2 separate regions of the Gossypium hirsutum genome follow, and region 1 is linked to region 2. The links are chromatin contacts, called in public Hi-C maps. All regions are on one chromosome and are shown on one strand. Each heading gives the region's core, a stretch centred on a gene start, on an enhancer-like site or on the middle of the called end of the contact. The rest is flanking DNA. Distances are from core to core; before and after follow the strand shown.

Region 1 (7,475 bases), core at 4,912-7,411, 130 kb after region 2:
AAAAGCGTTAAGGGTTGATGTGAATAAATCTCAAAACATTGGTTCAATTTAAGGTTTCGGTTTTATAACAATGATATGAATACAAAGTTTTAGAGTAAAAGCTCCATAAATTCTCACTACTTTTACATTTCGGTCATATTTAGGATTACCAAAAGTAATCTTACATTCATGGGTGCTTGGTACCTTTGATAATAGGATTAACAAAATATAAGATTACCATGTATGTTTTATTATCCTATTTAAGACAGTTGGTTAGTGTATAAAACTTAGGGTATTTGGTTGACAAAATTTATTATTTCTTAAATTTATTTTTTACTAAGTTGTTCTTATTAACACTTCAATTTTAACTTATGAATTCAATCTAACAATTCTTTTTTTTTTTACCAATCGAATTTAATTATGAAAACTTATTTATATAATTTGTCAATTATTTGTTTTAGAGAATTTGGTAGCTTTATCATGAAATGAAAAGCGAAACCAAATTTTTTATAAAAATAATATATATTAAAACTTACAATGCCACAAATATTAATAAAATTTAAATAGAATTACACTAATTTTTTCGGGGGAATTAATTACATATGATGAAAGGGAATTACATTGACTTGTTTACTTGCATAAGAGAATTTTTTTTATTATTTCTAACTAAACTTGTATTGTTATTTGCATTAAGAAAATGATGAAATTCATTAAAATATATAAATAAAGAATAAAATTATTTAAAAAAATTTATTTCACTTAGAATGTAAGGTTAGATAAAAAGTTGTGATATTGAAATTGTTCTTTATATTTCGGATTAATGTTAGATTAACACCTTAAAGAAATTTTGAATTCTAAACAAGATCGTTATATTTCAAAATTTTACAATACCACCAAAAATATAAAATTTTGCGAATCAAACAAATCTTTTAAGCAATTTTACATTTTAGTAATTTTATTATCAAACACCATCACAAAAATATATAATTGATTTATATAAAAATCAATAGAAAACTATTTTTTTATATAAATAAAAATAATATAATTAAACAACAAAAGTTAAAAATAATAAATCAGGGCAAATGAAGAGCACCAAAAGTCACAAAGTTTAGACGTACTTAGAGGTGTCCATGGGCCAGGCCAGGCTCATAAAAAATTTTGGCCCGGCCCAGCCAAAAATATGAGCCTAAAATTTTGTCCATGCCCGCCCGGGAAAAATTCCTAAGCCCGAGCCCAGCCCGTCTCGGCCTATTTTTTAATAAACACCAAAAATGTATTTTAAAAATAAAAAAAGTATTTTAAAAATATTTTAAAATAAAAATATATATTTATTATATTCGGGCCGGGCTCGAGCCAAAAAAGTGGTGCCCGAGGCCCGGCCCGTTTTTTAAACGGGCCTCATTTTTTCCCAAACCCATATTTCGAGCCTATATTTTTACCCGAACCCTCCCATATTTTGGGCGGGCCATCGGGCCGGGCTACCATGGACACCTCTAGACGTACTATAGTATGTCCCAAACCTAAACAACCAAAAGCAAAACACCACTCACTTCCGACTCGATTTTCAAAATCAGACTCGTTTTAAATAGCTTGGTTTTTAAAATCGAATTTATGGTTGAATCGATCAAGTAATTAGTTAATTGATCTGACCAATTCAATTAATTAAATAATTAACAATTTATAAATAATACAAAATATAATAAAAAATAAAAAACCAATTCATGACCGATCTGATTCCTCTTTTTGAATTGATATCTTGACCGATTTTTAATCGTACCAATCTAGGCTAAATCAAACAATCATGCTAAATAGCAATTGCAAAGCTTTTACTTGAAGCAAAGTAGGAGAGATTTTTTCTCCATTTAACATTTCTAATACAAAAATCAAGATTAACAGCTCAAAGGAGTAAGTGATTAAAGCTCTATGTTGTTATCAAGTAGAAAATTCATTCCTTGATGTTAAAATCAACTATTTCAAACATTAATTATTCTCAATAGGAATTATTCTCAAATAACAGCTACACTAGATATTACTTGTTCTAAATAAGAGCTTATTCTAAATATAGATGTTTCGAATTTAGCCATTCTTATTTTGATACCTGAACTAGACCTCAAGGTTCAAATGAATACTTAAGATTTTTTTTGTCCAATTAAGTACCTAAAATGGATTCAAGATTCAAATTGGTACTTAAACCCTTTTTTGTCCAATTAGATACATGAATTTGGTTTTTTGGTTAAAATTACTATCTAAACTTGACTTTCATAGTTCAAATTGGATCAAATAACTAAGTACTAATTTGAACCACAGAACCAAATTCAAGTACCAATTTGAATCAAGAAGTTAAGTTCAAGTATCTAATTGGACCAAAATGAACTTTAAGTTCCAAATTAAACCTTAAAACCATGTTCAAGTACCTAATAGAACAAAAAAGAAAAACTCTTGGATGCTAATTTGAACCATGAAGCGAAGTTCAAGTACCAAAGTATATAATTTATCCATTCTCAACTAATAGTTATTCCGAACAACTATTCTAAATAAAAATTATTGAGAAATTAAATGAAGCAAAACTGCTACTTATTCCGAATTACCTTTGTTATCATCCTTGAAAATATACTTTTATAGTTATTTCCAAGACGAGAGAAAATATTAATAATCAAAACTAATATCTACCTCTTGCTTTTAAAAAGACATTAATAACTTAGTAATTTGTCCACCCCAAGGCTAACAACAATTTTGGGAAAGCATGCAAAACAAAAACTAAGATGGATACCTTCACAACACAGTATGAGCAGCAACTAAATTGTGCTCGCCACACTAGGATGCTTTGATATAAAGTCAAGTGCATCAATTTTGCTCAGGTCTTGAGTATACCAAACTTTCAAACGTGAAAATCCCTTGCATTGGCCAAAACAAGAATGTAAAATGCAAAAATTAAATCTTAAAAGGGATAAAGGAAGGCGAAAACAAATCACTGTTGATTCATTAGTTTACATAACCCTTCCGCCATTCCTTACGTGTCGCATCTTCTCACCATCGTTTCCAAAATACAGTTTAAGAACTTAACATAAATTTTAGGTGAACAGGAAACCTATGGTTAGGATAATGCTGAGGCTTTTGGACTTTTAGTAATTAAAGATATGCTTGATTGATTGAAAAAGTTGAATAATGATTAAAGAAAAGTGAAAAAGTAAAAAGAACGAAAAAACATTAATGTGTTTGGTATGCCAAAAAAAATTGAGAAGATAAAAAGGAAAGATATTTTTTTCCATACTATTGCATAAAAATAATTTAGAGATAAGGGGAGAGAAAATGGTTAAATATGCAATTTTTTAATTATACAATTCTTACTTTCTTAAAATTTTGGCCAGTTAAATTAGTTGAATATGCCAAAAAAGGTTAATTGATCAAATAGATCTTTTTAAATTTAGAAAAATAGATTTTTTTAAAGAGAGTGAAAACACATCCAACTATACGCTTTCTACATAGTTAGTGTGAAAGCGCACCTAACTAGACGAGCTTCCGTGCTGACATGTCAAGAAATGCGTGTCCGACTGAATGCGTTTTCTTTATAATTATCGAAAAACTCATCCAACTAAATGCGCTTTCACATTATCTCTCCAAAAATCAGCCTATTTTACCGATTAATGTTTTTTTTCCACATATGACTAATTTAACCTTTTCTTTCAATTCTATTTTTTTCTTCTTTTCTATCTAGTACATTAACCGAATTTTTTTTCTATCTTTTATTTCCCCCCCAATTGATAGAAAATGAAAAAAAAATTGAAATAAAAGAAAAACAGAAAGAGAGAGTATATATATATATCCACTGGTGAGCTTGTTTGGAAAGAAAAAAAAAATCTTTTTCCATCAATGGAGTTGAAAAATGAAAATTAAAAAGAAATACTTAATCATATAAATATGCACACTTAATTTACATTTCTCTCCTTTCCTTTTTTTTGTTTTTTTACTTTCCAATTTAAAATAATTTGCTTAAATCTCTAGGATGGAAAATATCATCCTTACTATTTTCTTTCTTCTCATTTTTCTTTTCTACCAAAGAGACGGAAGTTATATTTTCTTTTCACTTTTCAACTCTCCTCTTTCTAGCCTTCTACTTTTCCATTCTACTTTTCCACTCTACCAAACACACTTGGGGAGAAGCACATCAAAAAAACACAAACATTATATTGAAAATTTGACACCAAAATGATGATTAGATAAAGAGACAGATATGTTCAGTTGACAAATTTGGCAGCAACTGCATTGCCCTTCAGACATCGATTGACTTCATTGACAAAAGACTCTACCGGTGGATATCAACAGATGGGAAATAAAAGATAACAAAATATGTCAATGTATATACCAAGTAGGAACTATAGACCTGATGATAAGTCTAGAGAGAAGTTTCTTACAAACAATATAAACCTAGCACAAAAAAAGAAAATCAAAGACAGATCAACCAAGAAAAAAGGGATTTGGGGTTATTAATGCTGTTGCCAAAGATGTTCTCACATAGTGGAGACTATACAAAGAGTGCGAACAAGAAAATTGTTGCCATGAGGAATCACACAATCAGCACTTCAACTAGAAAAGACAAAGTTAATCCTCAATGAATTATTTCTACCATAATGCAACTTCGGAAGTCAATAAAATTATAACGGTATTATGAACACAGGACAAAACAGCACCAAAAAGAGAAGGATAGCCACACATGCAGTCCAGTGATGCAATCAATCAATCTCAGATGCTGATTAAAAAGTGAGCATGCAAATTCAACAAAATTCAGTATGTCTCAATATCTTACAAGGGAACCTTTGAGCCTTTAAATGAATTATAAACAACAAACCAGATGCAGCAAATTAGGAGCCAGAAATAAATAAATATAGACAGAGGTTTGAAAACGAGGAAGGAGTTGATACCAGACATCAGTTTAGACTCTACACGGACTAAATATGTTAACAAGAAACAAAATAAAGAAACTTAATTATCTTTTGGGCTAGAAAGTTGAAACTAATTTATCAAATACTGAATGAATATCTAGATTTACACTGACAACTGAGATTTATCCCCCCAAAAGGCTCCTAAGGATACCGTAAGTTGAGACAAAAAAGAAGGTAGAACTTAGAATCTATCTTTACGCTGAAAGAACCTCCAATAATCAAATAAACAAAATATTAGAACTTGTTAAAACAAGGACTAAACTTCTTTATTCTACTCATTCAGTGGAATAACAGGATTTATAAAGTTATGGGATTTGATTGCATCTCTTGTACGAAGCATTTGAGAAGTACGAAAACTACCCAAAACATAAGATTAAGATATCACAAAAAATGCTTGCACAAGTAACATTACGGTGTTACTATCCAATCAAAACCAATCATTACAAACACTAGATTGAATAATTATCTCAAATCTAACTAACTAACTAAAATAAATCTGCAGTGAACTCATAGGAGGTTACTCTTAATTAACAAGAAATAGGAATGGACTAATTCCAATGTATATTATCATAGTAATTCCTAGATTTAAACAAAACATTTACAATGAAGTAATGCATTTATTTTACTACAACAACGCCATAATTTTTTTAAACTAAGTGAAGTTTGAGCAATTAACAATTTTTTACATCCCTTTTCTTCTTGACGTTTGAATCGTCGAAAGAAAGATAACAAAAAAAAAACAATTTATATATTTAAAAAAAAATCCCAAATCTAATGATTCAGAAGCAAATCTGTAGTTTCCTTAATAATAAAACAAATCAATAGTCATAATAAATTTTTTTTTTTAAAAAAGCTACCAAAAACAAGCAAGAAGGAAAATAAAATCCCAACCTGCGATCTGAATCATAAGCCTAAAAGTGAACAAAAAGGAAAGATCCACGCAACCTTCACCGCGGTCTCCGATTCAGTTGATGCAAGGCGGGATCCGATTCGCGCTTCCTCCAATCACGCCCCGCCATCTGGCTTAAATCAAAATAAAATTCAATCCAATATTAAGGTACAGCCAATCAGTTCCCGACCTGCACCAAGCGAATTAGAGACCGCCAGTAACTGAATCAATCTCCAGCCCCTTTTCCCTTCACCGAAATGGTTGGTTTTGGGAAAAGGGCTCCTCCTTACCATCTATAACTATTACTGTTTCTATAACCCTATCGCTGAGCTTGATCTTCCCTTATTTGTCCGTTATTTATAATCCCAACAGACCAGTTCCTTCTCTCCACGTGTCCAACAGAGTCACTCCTGTTTTGTGAGCAAACAAGGGGAAAAAGTCCACCGTCTCCACTGCAAACTTGAAAAGCACAAAGCATGTGATTTTTTCAAAGTTTCTTATTTCAAAAGTTTTCGAATTTAAATAACACTACTAAACATGGAATTTACTTTCATTTATTATTTAAAGCTTAAGATTTTAAAAGTAAATTGGTAGTTGAATCTGATTAACTGATATTACTAAGCAAATTATCCAACTTTTTTCACTTTTTTTAATTTTAAGTAACAGAATATTTATTTGTTTGAGGAAATGGACTGAAAAAGAAAAACTTAAAAGGTAAAATAAATTTTTAATGAAAAGAACAGTGACGAAGTGGCTGTTAAAAGAGGCGTAGATAAAAGAGATGCCATTGATACAGTAAGAGCACGTGCGAGTGGTTTTACTATAATGGAATAAATTGAGAAATTGAACACATAAATTTAACGTGGAAAAACCTCTCTAAAGAGAAAAAAAACCACGGGCAAAGATGATTTTACTATAATGGCAAAAGCACGAAAAGTATAAAAGATGGAGATAAAAACTAAATCTCGAAAACCCGAAAACAAAAAACCCTTAAAACGTAAACACAAAATTCTCTAAATGTGTTATGAGTTCTAATCTCTAATTGGTGTATTTTCTAATGTTGTAAAAGAGCCTATTTATAGGCTAAATTCATAGGTCAAATAATAATGAAATAATCTAGACTAATCAGAGTTTGATTGAAATAAATAAACAGAGTTTAACTAAAAGATTATTTCTCAAATTTGACTGAAATAGGAGTCATACTCAACAAATCTCCACCTTAACTCATATTTCCACAATGCCATCTTTGCCAAAGCCCGCCACGGGCCTTTCTTTAACTATGTAAGGAATTAATTGAGTCGAATCTGTGTTTAGAAACTGGAAGACTTCTAGCCTTCGACTTGTACACTGTCAAATTAAAACTAACTCGAACCTGATTTTCATGAACACAATGCCCTAACTTTTCAAAACCTACATCCAAAAGAGAACCTCTATTCAACAAAACGATCATACCTTTTTCCCTCATATGACCAAGTTGCATCCACTCCAAACGAGTTGACTTTGACTTCGTAACGAACGAGAGACGTCTGATTTCACCGGTCACTATAGAACCTTCCAGAATATAAAGACTGCCGGTTCTTTTGCCTTTTAACAAAATGAGAGCTCCACGAGATACTTTAATGTCGCTTGACTCGATGTTGATTCTGCATCCTTTCAAGTCTAAAATA
Region 2 (7,446 bases), core at 2,278-4,777:
ATTATATGAGTTGGTTTAAAGTCTAGATTACACATATAATTGTACCAAATAAATGAAAGGTCCGACGGAGCTCATTTATACATGATGGGTGGCAACCCTAGGTATCCCAAAAGGGGAATGCCGCCTACCCTAGTATACCCCAAGTGGGAGTGTGGTTTTTCTTGTAAAATATTATTATTTTGTCACACCTTGTTCATTTGAAACTTTTGTATTTTTCTCTATAAATAGAGACCATGAGCACCATATTGAGCGTGGTCACTCTACCGGAAAATAGAGAGATTTATTCGATCTAAATAAATTCTATTTTTAAGAAATTATTTCCAGTTTCTAACTCATAAAGAGACATTAATATTCCTAATTAATATTAATCAAAGTTTTTATTGTGTTTATCGATTCGTGAATAAAGCTCACACTCTAGCAAGTTGAAGTTGAGAATATTAGAGAAAATCGAGTGGTTGAAAGTCGATATTCGAATCAAACCGCTTATTCAATAGCACAAGTATGAATTTGGGAAGAATGTTTAGTGATATAAATATCACAAGTCTCAGGTTTTTAGAAAAAAATTAATTTTTCGTCATGGAACAAAATTATTTTCTAAATAGAATTTATCTAAGAGGTGAGTGGGAGCACTTTTGGTATCTTTGCCAAAAAAAAGTGAGAAAAGAGTAGCAACGAATGAAATGTTCATGCTGATTGTTGAATTTGGTGATGATTTATGGTTTATTTTGATGACTTTTATTGCTACTACTTTCATTGTTTTTGTTAGATACTAGATGATATATGTTCAACTTATTTGTCACGCATTATATCTCATGAATTACTTTGGAGAATGTCTATATGTTTGGTGGTCAATGTGATGAACAAATATATTGATAGAGGAGTGTATGATCGAGCATGGTTCTATCTTTTAAAGGGAGACATATTCTAGTTTCCTTTGACTTGTTTGGATTAAGTGCTAATCATTTCCTGTTGGTTTTGTCAAAATGCCAAAGGGAGAAATTGTTGGAAGTTTGGCTACTTTTCTTGTTCCACTTCATATTTGAACAACATATAGAACAATAGTTTTGGTGCAATCAAAGATTTTGTGTTTGCATATTTGACATTTTAACAAAATGGCTTATGATTTAATCTTGTTAAGTAGCAAATAAGGAAGTAATTTTGTGCTACAAACATGTGTTGATCATTATCTTTCAATCGACGACCTTGGAGAGAAATTAGAGGAGTTTGAACTTTTGTAAATACTCATCCTTATCCTTATCATTTAGAGTATTTGAAACTATTGAGGAGTTTGTTTATAAAGGCTTTTATGTTATAAATACTCAAGATAATTAATTGAATATTTTCAGTTTTTAAATGAGAGTTTAAAACTTATCAAAACACTGCCGTGGGACTCTTACATCAGCCTATAAATAGGTTGTTTGTGTCGCATAGTGTTGAGCAATTTTAGAGTGTCTTTTCTTTATTGCTTTGTTGAATATTTTTGGTTGTGTAGTTGGACACTCTTTGGGGAGATCACATTGATTGTAAGTGAGGTATTTGGTGTAAGTGAGGTATTTGGAAAAGTGATTTGTAACAATCTAAGTCATTGTTAGGGCTGCAATTATCCATTGTTGTAAGGATTGTTCAAGCTTTAGCCAATAGGTGATTCAGTTGGATTGTTGAATAAAATCATTCCCTGACCGAAATCCTACAAACGTAGGATTGTTGATCCGAATTGTGTTAAAAATATTGTGTGTTATTTCTCTCCTTACTTTACTTATTTGTGAATTTGTTCTGTCCCATTCTTTTTTCTAATAGAAGTTAGAACAAAATTGTCTTATACAACTACAAATTAAGTTATTTGTTCCAACAATAGTTCAAACATCAATGTTGGAACAAAGTGTAAACCGAAAGCTTCTTCAATATTTAATAAAATGCTTCTTTTTTTGTATGATCAAAGTATACTTCATGTCCGCTTTATGATCCAAGAAGATTAATCCTTTCAGAATTTGTGGTTGCTCCTTCCAATAATGTTGTCTCCAAGATTAAATTTTAGTTCTCCTTTTAGGAGTGTGATATGTCTTACTACTTTACCAAACACTTGTATAATTAATAAAATATTTTAATAATTTAATAAAATTTTTGATTAAATTAATATATTTATAAATTAAATACTAGATAGAGTCGAGGTTAGTTTCAATCATATCCATATCCACAACTAAAAATGATAGAGAGAAAGGTTATAGATGAGTGATTGGATTACATGTGGGAGATAATAATTATTGGATGTTGGAATCAATTTGGTGGCTCATCTAGTTTCTGAAAATTCTAGTATATTGCTTTTTTCATGTCTTTTCTTCTTTTCAATAAAAGGGTGCGTAAACGAAAGTGCAAAACAGCATGAAAATGGATGGTGGCGGTGGGTGTGGCTCATCCAACTTTGAATTGTTTTTACAAAAATATATAATCACCGTCAATCACGTGGCCTTTGAACTCTCAACTCTCCACTTATTATAGGTTGATGCTTGCCTGCAAATGCAACGCATCCACGAACTTTTAGATCCCCTCTTCAACGTATTATCATCTGCCACGTTTCTACTTTCCTATTCCAATCATGGTGGAAACAATTTTTTATTCCACCAAACAAGTAACAAACATCTTCTTTCTTTTTGATTTATATTCGGCACCAAGCATACCAATATAATATGCAATCATACTCTTTGAGCTATTATATATACATATACTACATAACGTTGCACCATGTTTTTTTAACTATAATTTTGGGTTTGAGAACGAAAGAGCTATCCAACATGGAAGTGCCATGCATAGATAGATAAAATGAAAATACATTTTATTAACAAGTCACCAGTTCTTACTTTCTGCTTTTCTCCTCTTCAAGCATCATGCAATTATGCCGACGCTAGAGTATTTCAGTATTTCTCATCTACTAACAAGGAATAAAAGCATCTTACTTTTCTTCTTTAGAATTTATATTAGATATGTTAACTCATTATTTAAATAAAAATCTCTTTAATTTATTTTTGAAATTTTTAATAATGTGTATGTCAATGCTTCAAAGATAAATTCATATTTTTGTATATGTTGCTATTACATAGTGAAATATTTTTTTCCGAACCCGTTTGTTGTTTCTAAACTATCACAACTCAAGTAATCGGTAATCAAATTACTCTCTTAAGATAATACTAATTGGTACACACATACTCTACAAGTTTAGTCACCCACTATATAGCTTACTAACTTGCACAAGATGGAAAGGTAGAATATCAACCAAAATAACACCTTCACTTACTAATTGAAGAAGTTGGAAATTTGATATATTGAAATTTATAGTATAAAATTAAGAACAAAGCTTAACTTAAATATTTCACCGGCGAAATTTCCTTTTTTTTTTTCGACAGATATATATTCTATTTAAGATGTATTAAAATAAAATTAAAATATTACCAAATGGTTAAAAGATGATTGCATTAATAATGGTAAAAACGTTATTTTCTCGTATTTGATTAAAATACGTAAAGGAGGTGTAATAGTGACGGATGTATGCTTTAAATTGTTAGTAGAAGAAACCCAAAGAATAAAAACTCTATAATTATATGTGGTGAAGAGACGAATGGCTGCGGAAAAAGAAAGCGAAAGCTTCAACGCATGAGCCGATCAGACTTTAAGGTTAGCTCTTCCTTCACTTCCATTCATTGTTTTTCTATTACCGCATGCAAATTGATGTTTAGTGGGTCTGCTTACATTCAACTTCAACCCCCACTTTTAACTAAAAAGTCTAATTCTACATAACTAAAATCAAGCTTTTCTCCCACCACCACACACCCCCATTAGAATTTTTTTATAAATTTCAAAAGTTGAAAAGACGAAAGAAAAAATAATATTTATTTTAAGTTTTTTTTTTTTAGACTCTTTGACAGTGGTGTTTTTAAGGGAATCAGTGTCGGCTCTCCTCTCAAGTTCTGTTCTGTCCTTTGCAGGAACAGGAGGGCCATTTTTTTTTTTGCTTGCATTAATGCAATACAACTAGCTTAGCTTAGCTACTACAACTACAAAGTGTTGCAAAAGACGCAAGTGTTACTTTCCCTTTTCACTCATAGAGGGAAAAAGAATCCCACTTTTAAAAAACGTTTTGTCTTAGATCTCGTCTTCCTCGTATTACCACCACTACTTTTTATGGTCTTCCTGTATTTGTATTGGTTTTTTAAAAACTCATTTCATCATTTCTGATTTGTTGGAACTGAAATGCTGTAACTGTGAAGGCAGACACAAAGACCCCAAGGCGGTTCCCTCCCAAGTCCCATCCTATTCTTCAGCTCTTTGATCCTTCTCCTCGTCTTCCCTCTGTTTCCACTTGCTGCAGGTACCACCTATATATAATTATAATATTGGTGTGCTCTGTTTCATGTTTATTGCTTTATAATTAGTTGCGTAATTCAATTCTGCCATTTCATTAAACGTTTAAGGTGCATAGATGTTGGATACTACAAGGTCCTGCCTATGGCTATGGCTACTTGTTTTGGGACTGCTGTTGTTCACAACAAACGCGGCTTACGTCCCAATTACCTATGTTCAAAGCGCTGTAGCAAAAGGAGCCGGTCAGTATTTTTCTTTTCTTCCTCTTTGGATTTCCATTGTTAGATTTCTTAATAATATGCTTAAATTGTGATGAAACTGTAGTTTGTTTGGACGGAAGCCCGCCAGCTTACCATTGGGACAAGGGATACGGAACCGGTATAAATAGTTGGCTAATTCAGCTTGAGGTTTGTCCCCCTTGTCGAAATCCATTTACATCATTAAACAGGATGTAATAATGTTCATGATGTTGGGGGTTGTTGACAATACTAATGGGATTGGTTTTGTTTTTCTGTTCCAAACTTCCTAATGTATTTACTGTCACTCACAGTAATTGCTCTTGCATTGGATTCCTAGGGAGGAGGATGGTGCAACAATGTCAGTAGTTGCCTCGTTCGTAAAAACACACATCTAGGTTCTTCGAAGAGAATGGTCAAGCAAATCCCTTTCTCTGGCATTCTGAACAACAAACGTATATTCAATCCAGGCACGAACTTTTTCTTTCTTATCTCTCTCTCCTTTTTTTCTCCTAATTTTTGTTTGGAAGCTGTTTAATGGATTTGATTTGGATTTGTAGACTTTTACAATTGGAACAGGATCAAAGTCAGGTATTGTGATGGATCATCGTTCACCGGCGATGTTGCAGCAGTCAATCCAGTAAGTTATGATGTTTCATCTTGGCAATGGCAGGACAACAAGTTCTTTTTACTTTTCTGGTCATAAAACTTATAGTCCAGGGTCAGGCATGCCACCGCCTTATAGAGGGCTGAATATGGTACTTATGGATCATTCATCAAATGAGACTCATGGTGCGACTTGAACTCTGATGCTTGCCAGGGTGCTAACTGAACCAACTCATATTCACACAGGACAAAAAGTTGTTATTTCCATATGTAGAATCCATTATACAAGTTTTCTTTGTATCTCTGCAATTTAATCAGTAAGCAATTTTTCATCAGGTTACTAATCTTCACTTCAGAGGTGCAAGCGTCTGGCTTGCTGTCATGGAGGATCTATTGAGCAAAGGAATGAGAAATGCTGAAAATGTAAGATTGTTTTGCCTTTCTTGTATCTTTTTATGTTTTTGAGCTAATGGTTTTTCCAATGAAATTACTCTGTGTAGGCTATTCTTTCGGGATGTTCAGCAGGTGGATTGGCATCGATATTGCATTGCGATAGCTTCCGAGCCCTCCTACCTATGGGTACTAAAGTAAAATGTATTTCAGATGCTGGTTATTTTATCAATACGTAAGCTCATTTATAGGACCTTCTGCCAAGAATCTTGTGTTGAAGTATACATGGTAGTTCACATATTCGTTTCATGCAAATACTTATTAATTCCTTTGTAAATGTTGTTTTGCAGGAGAGATGTGTCTGGAGGACATTATATTCAAACCTTCTTTGATCAATTAGTTGCGACACATGTACTCATTCTTTCCCTATCTCCTCATAGGTATAATATTTAATGCACTGTCAATGTATAAGTCTTACGCACAGTCTCACTTTTCTGAAGGGGTCTGCAAAGAATTTGCTTCCATCATGTACTTCGAGAATGAAACCTGGTTTAGTGAGTGCTTTCTGTTTCCTTACTAGTTTCACTCTTCACTGCAACTTTCAATATTCTGACCAATACTCAATCCACATTTCACAGTGTTTTTTCCCGCAATACATCGCACAACAAATACGAACACCTCTTTTCATCATCAATGCAGCATACGATTCATGGCAGGTTCGCTCATTTCCGCATTCGATTTAGTTATAAAATGATTGTACAAATCAAATACCGAAATAATTTGATTCCATTCAGATACGAAACATTTTGGCACCTGGCATTGCTGATCCCCATGGCCACTGGGAGAGCTGCAAGCTTGATATAAAGAACTGTTTGCCTAGCCAAATAAAAGTAATGCAAGGTGATTAAAACATTCCCCTCCTGTTTTAGACTCTGAATTCATTAAAGTTTTTATTAAGGGCATTTTGTTTGTGTGTGTGTTTCAGACTTCAGGTTACAATTCTTGGTTGCACTGCTTCGATTAGGCAAGTCTGCATCAAGAGGAATGTTTATAGACTCTTGCTTTGCCCATTGCCAAACTGAGATGCAAGAATTATGGTTTATGCAAGACTCCCCATTGTTGAATAAAACCGTAAGCAAACAAATGGCTGCCTTTTTATATATATAATATTACACTGATTGATATATGTTTGATTTTGAAATTGATTTGTGAGTGCAGAAAATTGGGAAGGCAGTAGGAGACTGGTTTTATGATAAGAAACCGTTCCAAAAGATAGATTGCGCTTATCCTTGCAACCCAACTTGCCACAACCGTGTTTACGATGATCCGCATGCACCCCATTCATAAACATATAATAGATATATAGTAGATTATACATTTTCTCAGCATGCAGTTCATATTCATACTATAATTACATACATACATACATACATATAGCGTAGAAGTATAATTTTTTTGGCTATATAGATTTAATATTCATCATTAATTCATCATTAAATGAAATTTAGCATTGGTCAATTCCTTTGAATAAGCAATGGCCACCACTGCACCAAACTTGTGTGCTGGGTTGGCTTCATTTGTCTATTGGATATTATTATTCTTAATAAATCAGTTTCTTTTTCTTTAATTTTTGTGTATTAAAATTTATTATAGTTGCCTGTGTATTATTTTTAAGGGTAAACTATACTTGTAGTCACCTAATTATTGGTATGTTTTTTGAGTCACCCAACTATGAAAAGTTACAAAATTGTCACTCAATTATTCAATTTTTTCTTTTACAATGGACATAATAGCAACTTTAACTCTCAACATTTGTACATGGTGTCAATTTAGTCTTGAATCTAAAAAATTTAATCCTCAA

Evidence for each region. Hi-C and Micro-C count contacts between places; a contact is called where the count stands out from the background.
Region 1: a Hi-C map of leaf shows a contact between it and region 2, with 2.6 times the contacts expected there. The contact joins the enhancer-like site here to the promoter of LOC107899882 in region 2. A contact is called at or near these places in 5 of 34 Hi-C or Micro-C datasets (fibers and leaf).

Annotation. Positions count from the first base shown.
Region 1 is chrD08:54,446,145-54,453,619 of Gossypium_hirsutum_v2.1, forward strand. No RefSeq gene overlaps it. Among protein-coding and RNA genes, the nearest start is that of LOC107900701, 27 kb to the right of the region's middle. Within about 2 kb of position 6,162, at least 9 of the 9 cell types and tissues checked have an H3K27ac peak or open chromatin away from gene starts, as enhancers often do. A contact at or near this core is called in fibers and leaf, where this site is marked.
Region 2 is chrD08:54,315,770-54,323,215 of Gossypium_hirsutum_v2.1, forward strand. It overlaps LOC107899882 (pectin acetylesterase 8), which reads left to right and starts at 3,528. Exons shown (of 14, transcript XM_041098410.1): 1 at 3,528-3,666; 2 at 4,260-4,360; 3 at 4,472-4,595; 4 at 4,678-4,760; 5 at 4,930-5,059; 6 at 5,150-5,229; 7 at 5,532-5,618; 8 at 5,696-5,820; 9 at 5,936-5,996; 10 at 6,086-6,139; 11 at 6,224-6,301; 12 at 6,380-6,485; 13 at 6,571-6,716; 14 at 6,804-7,205. The coding sequence starts at 4,472. The coding sequence ends at 6,932.